3 separate regions of the Mus musculus genome follow, and regions 2 and 3 are each linked to region 1. The links are chromatin contacts, called in public HiChIP or PLAC-seq maps. All regions are on one chromosome and are shown on one strand. Each heading gives the region's core, a stretch centred on a gene start, on an enhancer-like site or on the middle of the called end of the contact. The rest is flanking DNA. Distances are from core to core; before and after follow the strand shown.

Evidence for each region. HiChIP or PLAC-seq counts read pairs in DNA pulled down with a chosen protein or histone mark.
Region 2: a contact with region 1 is called in an H3K4me3 HiChIP or PLAC-seq map of embryonic forebrain, with 6 times the contacts expected there. The contact joins the enhancer-like site here to the promoter of Ndn in region 1. A contact is called at or near these places in 11 of 39 promoter capture datasets (cranial neural crest, embryonic stem cells, epiblast stem cells and 6 more), 3 of 484 Hi-C or Micro-C datasets (embryonic stem cells and nephron progenitors), 15 of 115 datasets of contacts at active chromatin or transcription factors (craniofacial prominence, embryonic basal ganglia, embryonic forebrain and 7 more) and 3 of 9 other capture datasets (adipose tissue, liver and pancreatic islet).
Region 3: an H3K4me3 HiChIP or PLAC-seq map of embryonic forebrain shows a contact between it and region 1, with 4 times the contacts expected there. The contact joins the enhancer-like site here to the promoter of Ndn in region 1. A contact is called at or near these places in 5 of 39 promoter capture datasets (cranial neural crest, embryonic stem cells, frontonasal cranial neural crest and 1 more), 1 of 484 Hi-C or Micro-C datasets (nephron progenitors), 6 of 115 datasets of contacts at active chromatin or transcription factors (embryonic basal ganglia, embryonic forebrain, embryonic hindbrain and 3 more) and 1 of 9 other capture datasets (pancreatic islet).

What each region holds. Positions count from the first base shown.
Region 1 is chr7:62,346,920-62,349,628 of GRCm38.p6, forward strand. It overlaps Ndn (necdin), which reads left to right and starts at 1,358. Exons shown (of 1, transcript NM_010882.3): 1 at 1,358-2,709. The coding sequence starts at 1,489. The coding sequence ends at 2,466. All of the region lies in intron 1 of Gm32061 (predicted gene, 32061), which reads right to left.
Region 2 is chr7:62,232,908-62,235,616 of GRCm38.p6, forward strand. No RefSeq gene overlaps it. Among named protein-coding and RNA genes, the nearest start is that of Gm42395, 76 kb to the right of the region's middle. Within about 2 kb of position 1,399, at least 3 of the 459 cell types and tissues checked have an H3K27ac peak or open chromatin away from gene starts, as enhancers often do.
Region 3 is chr7:62,260,409-62,263,117 of GRCm38.p6, forward strand. No RefSeq gene overlaps it. Among named protein-coding and RNA genes, the nearest start is that of Gm42395, 48 kb to the right of the region's middle. Within about 2 kb of position 1,408, at least 28 of the 459 cell types and tissues checked have an H3K27ac peak or open chromatin away from gene starts, as enhancers often do. A contact at or near this core is called in embryonic basal ganglia, embryonic forebrain and second pharyngeal arch cranial neural crest, where this site is marked.

The DNA of each region.
Region 1 (2,709 bases), core at 108-2,607:
ATTGTACATGTGCAAATATTCTCAAATCTGGAAAACTCTGAATCGCTTCTTGCCATAACTATTCTGGGTAAAAGATAGCTGTTATATCTAAACAAACATATTTTAGAACCTAGGAATGCCAACATGATATCTTAAATCTGTCCGCTTTAAGTGATGAGAAGGGCTAAGGAATTCCATTATTTCAGAACAAGAAAGATGATCAAATCTAAGGACTTCTGGCTTTGGAAGCTTCAACAATGGTCATTGTATAAAGGAGAGTTTGAGGAAATATCAGCTTTAGATGACCTCTCGATCTACCTTTTTATTTTTGGACACCAATATGTTGCATCTTATTCATGAGAGACTGTTAGGTATCGAAAAGAGCTGCATTTAAAATATATTGGGAAAGATTTGGATGTGCTCCCAACATGGAATTAGTCATTTGTGAATGACATAATTTAAGAAGTAGAAGATTTCTTATAAACGCAGAAGATGCAGTGAGCAGGGCAAAAAGGTAGTGGGAAAATATGAAAAATACACTGTCATAAAATGTGTATTAATAAATATGTTGATCATTTTCCACTAGAATCTTAACGGAAGCTTTAGATGAAAACAAAGTGACCTAATAGAAATGGAGAGCCCAAATCTATAGTTATTAAAATAATTCAAAACCAACAAACTGAGCATCCAATGATGAATGAATGCATATATATATATTTTATATATCCCTCATTTTCATGTGGGGCCTGGGGGATTTAAATTCTGGTTCTCATGCTTGAACTGCAAAAGCTCTTAACCACTGAACCAAGTCTCATTTTAATTAAAATTTTAAACTCCCATCAATTATGCTATATGAATCTACTACTTCTAGAACATTCAAATCTCACATGGATTTATCTCCAGTGTCTGTAACTACACTTTACATTCTTCCTTGTTTGATCTGCATTCAGATATGTAAGAATTTATCTCTATTAATAATTTCTCAATATTCCAATCTTAAACAACTCATCATCATCATAAGGTACAGCTTTCCAAAAGAAAAAAGAAAAAAAAGTCATTTCTGTTTCTCTTATTCTTTTGTAGAAAAACCAAAATCAAGAATTAAGTCTTTCTCCAGGACCTTCACATTTAATTTGATTTTGCACAAACTCAGTGTGTCCGAACTTAACTTCACCATCTCAGCTACATCTTTCTCCTTCAACTTGTTTCTTTCCCTACCATCATCTAGTTCTGTGCCATACAGGAGACCAGGAAATCTTTTACATAAGCCTAGTGGTACCCTCCCTTAGACCCCAGTGGTTGGGCTTTGCTGCTTCGCTCCTTTCCAGCCCTACCACCCTTCTGGCTTCCCAACACGCATGCGCAATATCGCATCAGCCCCGCCCGCCCGCTGCTGCGGAAGGCGCAGTGCTCAGTAAAGCGCACTTCCTCTGCTGGTCTCCACCGAGGGAGTGCCCGCTCCAAGAGCTCCAAGCCGCATCGGTCCTGCTCTGATCCGAAGGCGCAGACATGTCGGAACAAAGTAAGGACCTGAGCGACCCTAACTTTGCAGCCGAGGTCCCCGACTGTGAGATGCAGGACAGCGATGCCGTTCCGGTGGGGATCCCTCCTCCCGCTTCTCTGGCCGCTAACCTCGCAGGGCCACCGTGCGCTCCCGAAGGCCCTATGGCAGCCCAACAGGCCTCGCCACCGCCCGAAGAACGGATAGAAGATGTTGACCCTAAAATCCTGCAGCAGGCCGCAGAGGAGGGCCGCGCCCACCAGCCCCAGAGTCCAGCCCGGCCGATCCCAGCACCGCCAGCCCCTGCCCAGCTGGTGCAGAAGGCGCACGAGCTCATGTGGTACGTGTTGGTGAAGGACCAGAAGAGGATGGTCCTCTGGTTTCCAGACATGGTGAAAGAGGTCATGGGCAGCTACAAGAAATGGTGCAGAAGCATCCTCAGGCGCACCAGCGTCATCCTCGCCAGAGTGTTCGGGCTGCACCTGAGGCTGACCAATCTCCACACCATGGAGTTTGCCCTGGTCAAAGCCCTCAGCCCAGAGGAGCTAGACAGGGTGGCGCTCAACAACCGTATGCCCATGACAGGCCTCCTGCTCATGATCCTGAGCCTCATCTATGTGAAGGGCCGCGGGGCCAGAGAGGGTGCGGTCTGGAATGTGCTGCGCATCCTGGGGCTGAGGCCCTGGAAGAAGCACTCCACCTTCGGAGACGTGAGGAAGATAATCACCGAGGAGTTCGTCCAGCAGAATTACCTGAAGTACCAGCGTGTGCCCCACATCGAGCCTCCCGAGTACGAGTTCTTCTGGGGGTCCAGAGCTAACCGTGAAATCACCAAGATGCAGATCATGGAGTTCCTGGCCAGAGTCTTCAAGAAAGATCCCCAGGCGTGGCCTTCCCGATACAGGGAGGCTCTGGAGCAGGCCAGAGCTCTGCGGGAGGCTAATCTTGCTGCCCAGGCCCCCCGCAGCAGTGTCTCTGAGGACTAAAAAGGTCCAGGGGCACACTGATAGTTTCTGACCCATACTAGGGCTGTGTAAGGGTGGGGTTGAGTCATTAGAGTATCCCAAATCCACAGTGCAGTATTTCATGTATAATTTTTAAGTTTTCCATACAGTGCTTTTGTACCTTGTAATGCTATTCATTTGTGTACTCGTGTAGTGTTTAAGATTGATGCATGTGTGATAAGTATTTGGTACTTTCACTTTTGTGCTTTCGTGCATTTTTGTACA
Region 2 (2,709 bases), core at 149-2,648, 110 kb before region 1:
TTATGTATCGCTTTTTATTCACTGTATTAATAAACATAACATGCAAATCTGGTGAGAGCCTGATTAAAATCTACAAGGAAGCAGGTACCTTTATTTTACACACCAACATGCCCCAAGCTTGTAAAACAGGATCATATAATCATCAGAGTTTTAAGAGATTTTTGTTAGGTAAATAGATAAGTAAATAAATAAATAGCAGGATCTTAAAATGAAATGACAGGTTAGGAACTATGAATAGTGTTAGGAAGAATGAAAGGCAAATAACAAAACAAAACAAAACAAAAAGAAAAGGCGAAAAGCAAAACAATTAGTCTCTGAAACAGACTTCTGAAGTGCTTTATTGGCAGACAGCAAGGTGATCACAATGAATCGCTCCATTTGCTTTTGCTTTCTTTGCTCTCCATCACAAAGCTCCCGGGCCCTCACTTCCTTGGAACGCAACGTGGATACACATGGCCATGAAACTTACTTTCCCTGGAAGTGCTTAATTTCACAATCGGCGGCCTCATCATTAATATCTTGGTCTCCATGTGTCTGAATCACACAGGCAAGTCCTCAAATGTTCACCCCTTGCCAGCAACAGAGAGGGTTTCGAGGGATTAGTTGTCCAGATAAAGGAACGAGACTGAGAGGCCTCCGAGTTTCCTTTTTTGAAATCAGAGCAAGTCTATAATAAAGCCATTGTTTTTTGTGATCTCATAGAAACCTCTAAAAGTAAAGACTTTTACAATACATTGCAAAATGTAAAATATCCTATTTTGCTTCTGCACCAGTCTATTTTTTTCCAAAAAGAACTAAAAATTTTGTGATTGTCAGCATCATTTGCAATAGCAGAAACATTAGAAATGTTCTAGTTCTCTATGAATATATGAATGACTACAATACATAGTGCCTATGATCTTAGGTATCACAGACTTTATAACACATACTGTGATTAATAAAGTGGTCTGTGAGATTTTACAAATTGAGAACAATTTTAAATCACAATGTAAAATCAATCTGTGAATTTCCATAGACACATAGGATTGTGTATTTAGAGTCATCATCAGTTCCTTTTGAGAGTCAATTTGAAATAAAGATTTCATCTGGTTAAGCTAGGGGTCACAAAGTATTGGATATTTCACACAGTGGTATATTATTTAAATATTTGTAGTTGGTATGATTTTTTTTAAATACTCTGCTTCACATATCGTCCCCTCGTCTGTTTCCGATGTGCGGGGGCTGTTTTTATCAGCAGCTGCCTATATTGCAGGCACTTTACTCCATCTAGAGACTTCCTGTTCTGGTTGCTAGATGGCACTGTAACATGATTAGAGAAGGCTCCCAACCACCATAAAGGAAATGGGAAGAAAAATCTCTTTGAAACAGCCAACTTGGATTTGCCAGGGGTTCATTCCTCCTCAAGGAAGTGAGGATTTGTTCCTTTGGTTACAAGCAGATGTTTGAGAATTTGGGTGGAGGGGAAAGCAGGAACTCTTGGGAGGCTGAAAACACAGCTGTATTAGAGCGAGTGTCTCGGGACCCTGAAAGCACAATCCGTTATCTGCAATCATTCATACTCCAGATCTCGCACATTCTTAAGAAATGGTCTAAATGGACAGTAGAGCCAAAAACTAGACCTTTCTCTGGGACCTACTATTTTGCAATCTACAGAAATAATATATAAAAGGTCTTGGAAAAGGTTGCTGCATCGGATTTGGGCAAGTGGCTGACATTTGGCATGGGAGAGAGCAGGCGTCATAGCACTGAAAACATTTCCGACGACAAGAGGAATCAATTAGAAAAGTATCCCGTCAAATTTTAATTATCTCCAATTTTACTCTTTTACACAGGGGTCAGAAGATCTGCCACAAGTGAATTGGTGGAGCCAACTGGGGAAACATTAAAAAAAAAAAAACACCTTATTTAGAGAATTTTCATCCCATAAATATAAATGATCACTTTTTAAAAAGCCATTGTGGAGTTAGAGGCAAAAACCTGTAATCCCAGCGTTCATGGGGTTGAAGAAAAAAATTTAAAAGGAGGGATAGGGAGGAACAAGATCTGTATTTAATCTATGTATACATGGAGATTTATCCAAACAAATTCAAATAATTCCCAATTGCATATGGTTGAGATATTAAAAATCATTTCACAACATTTGGTTAACTTCCATTGGGAGAAACTGTAGCTAAAATGCTATCTCATATCATTAAAAAATAAATAAGGCTAGTGATCTGGAACTAGAAAAGGTAGCTTAAAAGAAGTGAAAAAGATAACATATAGGCTTATTGGAAACCTTTGCAAATTTTGTAACTGTATTATAGAAGGAATGTCTATAAATCACTGGAAGAAAAGGCTGCTGAGGTGATGGGGAACTAGGCAAATTATATGAAAAATCAAATCATGGCAACACAAGATCTAAATGTGTGTATTTATGATTTGTATTTCCATGCTCCTAGTCTACAACAGCTTAGTCCCATGGGCATTGCTGCCCTACGGCACTGATAGGCTCTTGCCAGAGGCTAAAGTTCTGGAAACAATTAATGTTAATGGGGAATAAGAAAATCATTTTATTTTCCAAGCATGTAATTATTGGTGTGATCATGAATACATTTTATGTCTTAAAATTACATTAGAAAGCCCCACAGGGAGATTAAAGCAGCCTGAATGGGGGGGGGGTGCTTTGTTACCTTTATCTGCAGGGAGTTGGAAGCAATCACAAATATT
Region 3 (2,709 bases), core at 158-2,657, 86 kb before region 1:
TTCCATCCCCCAGAAGCCACATAAGATGGAAAACATCAGCTGAATTCATTAACTTTTCTCTTGACTCCTCCATAAATGCACCCTACATATTGTGCATGTGCTTTGAGTAAATAAAAATTTAAAACTTAAAGATTTGCTTTTCTTCATATGTTTGCCAATATTTATAATCATTTACCTATGCTGTTTGCTGAATGCTTTCTCATTGTTGTGTTTGGATACCAGAGGTAAAAGCTAAGTGGCCATAAGAATGCAGCTTTACTGGTGGTTCCTTATCCTATTCTATTTGTTGAATTTCTATTTTATGCTAGTTTTATAGTGTTTTACTTACCAATCTTTGTAATATATTTGAAATCATATATGACACAATATTTTGAGATTCAATCCTTTTCCTAAAGATTGTCTTGGCTATTTGCAATATTTCTTAGTCCCATCTTTTTTGTTGTTGTTGTTGTTTCTGTGGAAAAATAGTAATGCACATTTGATCATGATTATTTTAAATATTTAAATCATTTTGGGTAGAATTGATATCTTTATTCCATTGACTCTTGAGTAATACCCTTTCCTGGATAATGAAGGCTTACATCTTTATAAATTGAGTGTTTGTCTCTTCATTTTGTCTATCCTTCTTCTGTGTGGTCAACTCATGATTTCATTAGGTGAAAAGCCAAAAGGGAGCCAAAACTTTTCCTGATTATGGAACCATGAAGGGGATGATGATACTTGCAAAGACTCCAGTGTTTTTCAAATGGTTGGTGCTAGGAACATTCACCTTCCCAACCATTTATTTCAAACACCTGGGGAATGGGTCATCACATTCATTTCAGCACTTATCAAAACAAGTTCTCTCAGGACCCCCTTATAATGAAAACTGTGGTGTCCTTGTCTACCAATGCTTACCTATCAACTACAAATTTTCCATTTCATCACCAGGCCATTGCCACCTGATCTATTCTAGTGAACAGAATCTGTGTATATGACAAAAATGCTCCACAGAAAGTGCGGAAAGGGGTAACAATTCTGAATGCCTTGCAGAAACAGAATAGACTCCTCAAGTGCATACACACACACACACACACACACACACACACACACACACACATCGAGATAGATAGATAGATAGATAGAGAGAGAGAGAGAGAGAGAGAGAGACAGAGAGACAGAGAGACAGAGAGACAGAGAGAGAGAGAGAGAAGTTGCTTTCAAACCACAGCCTTGAAAATAAGACTGACTGAAATGTACTGACCAGGAAATGAGGCAACTCTGTTCCAGCAAAACCCCTAAGGACATCTTAACACCCCTACCCGCAGGGTCACAGCACTCCTCATGGTTGCCACCCTTCTAATCACAGAGCTTTACACCCACACATTCTGTAGGGACCCTGTCCTACCACAGAGGCCCAGCAGGGCCAGCAGGGCCAGGCATTCATCAAACAAAGTGAGTGAATCTGGGTAGAATCACGTTTTCACTTGTCTCCATGGTGACAAAAAGCAGAAAACAGGCAATCAAGGATAATAAGCCCCGTGGGCAGCCGGAATCTGTGAGAGCAAATTAAGCCCCCATCTTTTTTCCTCTTTTTCCCCACCCCCATCACCTCTCGGGATTATAAACACACGTCAAACCCAGGCAAGAGGGGCCCTTCAGTGCTCGGTGCCATGGCAACTGACTCATTCGCCTTCCTCCCTCCATCCTGTTTTTCCCCATTAGCCTGGATACAGCACCTTTCTGAGTAAAAAAGAAAGAAGAAAGGAAGGAAGGAAGGAAGGAAGGGAGGGAGGGAGGGAGGGAGGGAGGGAGGGAGGGAGGGAGGGAGGGAGGGAGGGAGGGAGGGAGGAAGGGAGAGAGAGAGAGAGAGAGAGAGAGAGAGAGAGAGAGAGAGAGAGAGAGAGAGAGAGAGAAGGAAAAACTCCAATCAGTCTGGTGACAATATGGCCATTTCACAACATCCAATCCCTGAGCCTGACCAGAAGAGGCTTTTAAGGGTCAGCGACCTATACAGGACAGAAAGCAGCAAAGATGAATCACTCGCCCAACCCAGAACAAAACAAAGCTCTTTTTTCATGTTATTTTCCTCTTTCTTCTCCTACTTACTTATTTTGAAAAATTTCAAACCCCTGGAAATGTTGAAAGGATAATAAAGTAGTCTTCTATAATAGCTTCACCTAAATTCACCAATTATTTACAATTTGGCAGATTAGCATTCTTGCCCGCTATTTATCCATCCACCTCCACTCCTATTTATCCACTGACAATCCATCTTCACATATTTCCTTTATTACTGCACAAATATGATGGCATTATAGTTTCGAAGGGAATCCAACTGAGACATATTAATATATATCCTCAGTCCCACAATCAGGGTATTCGATTCAGGTGTACACATATAATGATTATCCTTTTGTCTAGGGCAGTGGGTTGCCTTTCTCTTTGATGCCGTGTTTGGATGGGTTTCATTATAACACATAATAGAAAATAGATGTATTTTTCACTGTGATGTTTAGAGATATCCAAGTCCTTTTCACCACATAGTTTGCTTGGTGATCTTGCATGGATTAGTTACTAATAAGAGGGTGGGAGGTGATCATTCTCTGCCTCTAATGATGCATTTTGTTATTACTCTAACAATAGAAAGAAGACCTCTCCTCAGTAAATCCATGAATATATGCTTGTTTTACCAGGCAACCTACCCACTCATGTTTTATTACAATAAAG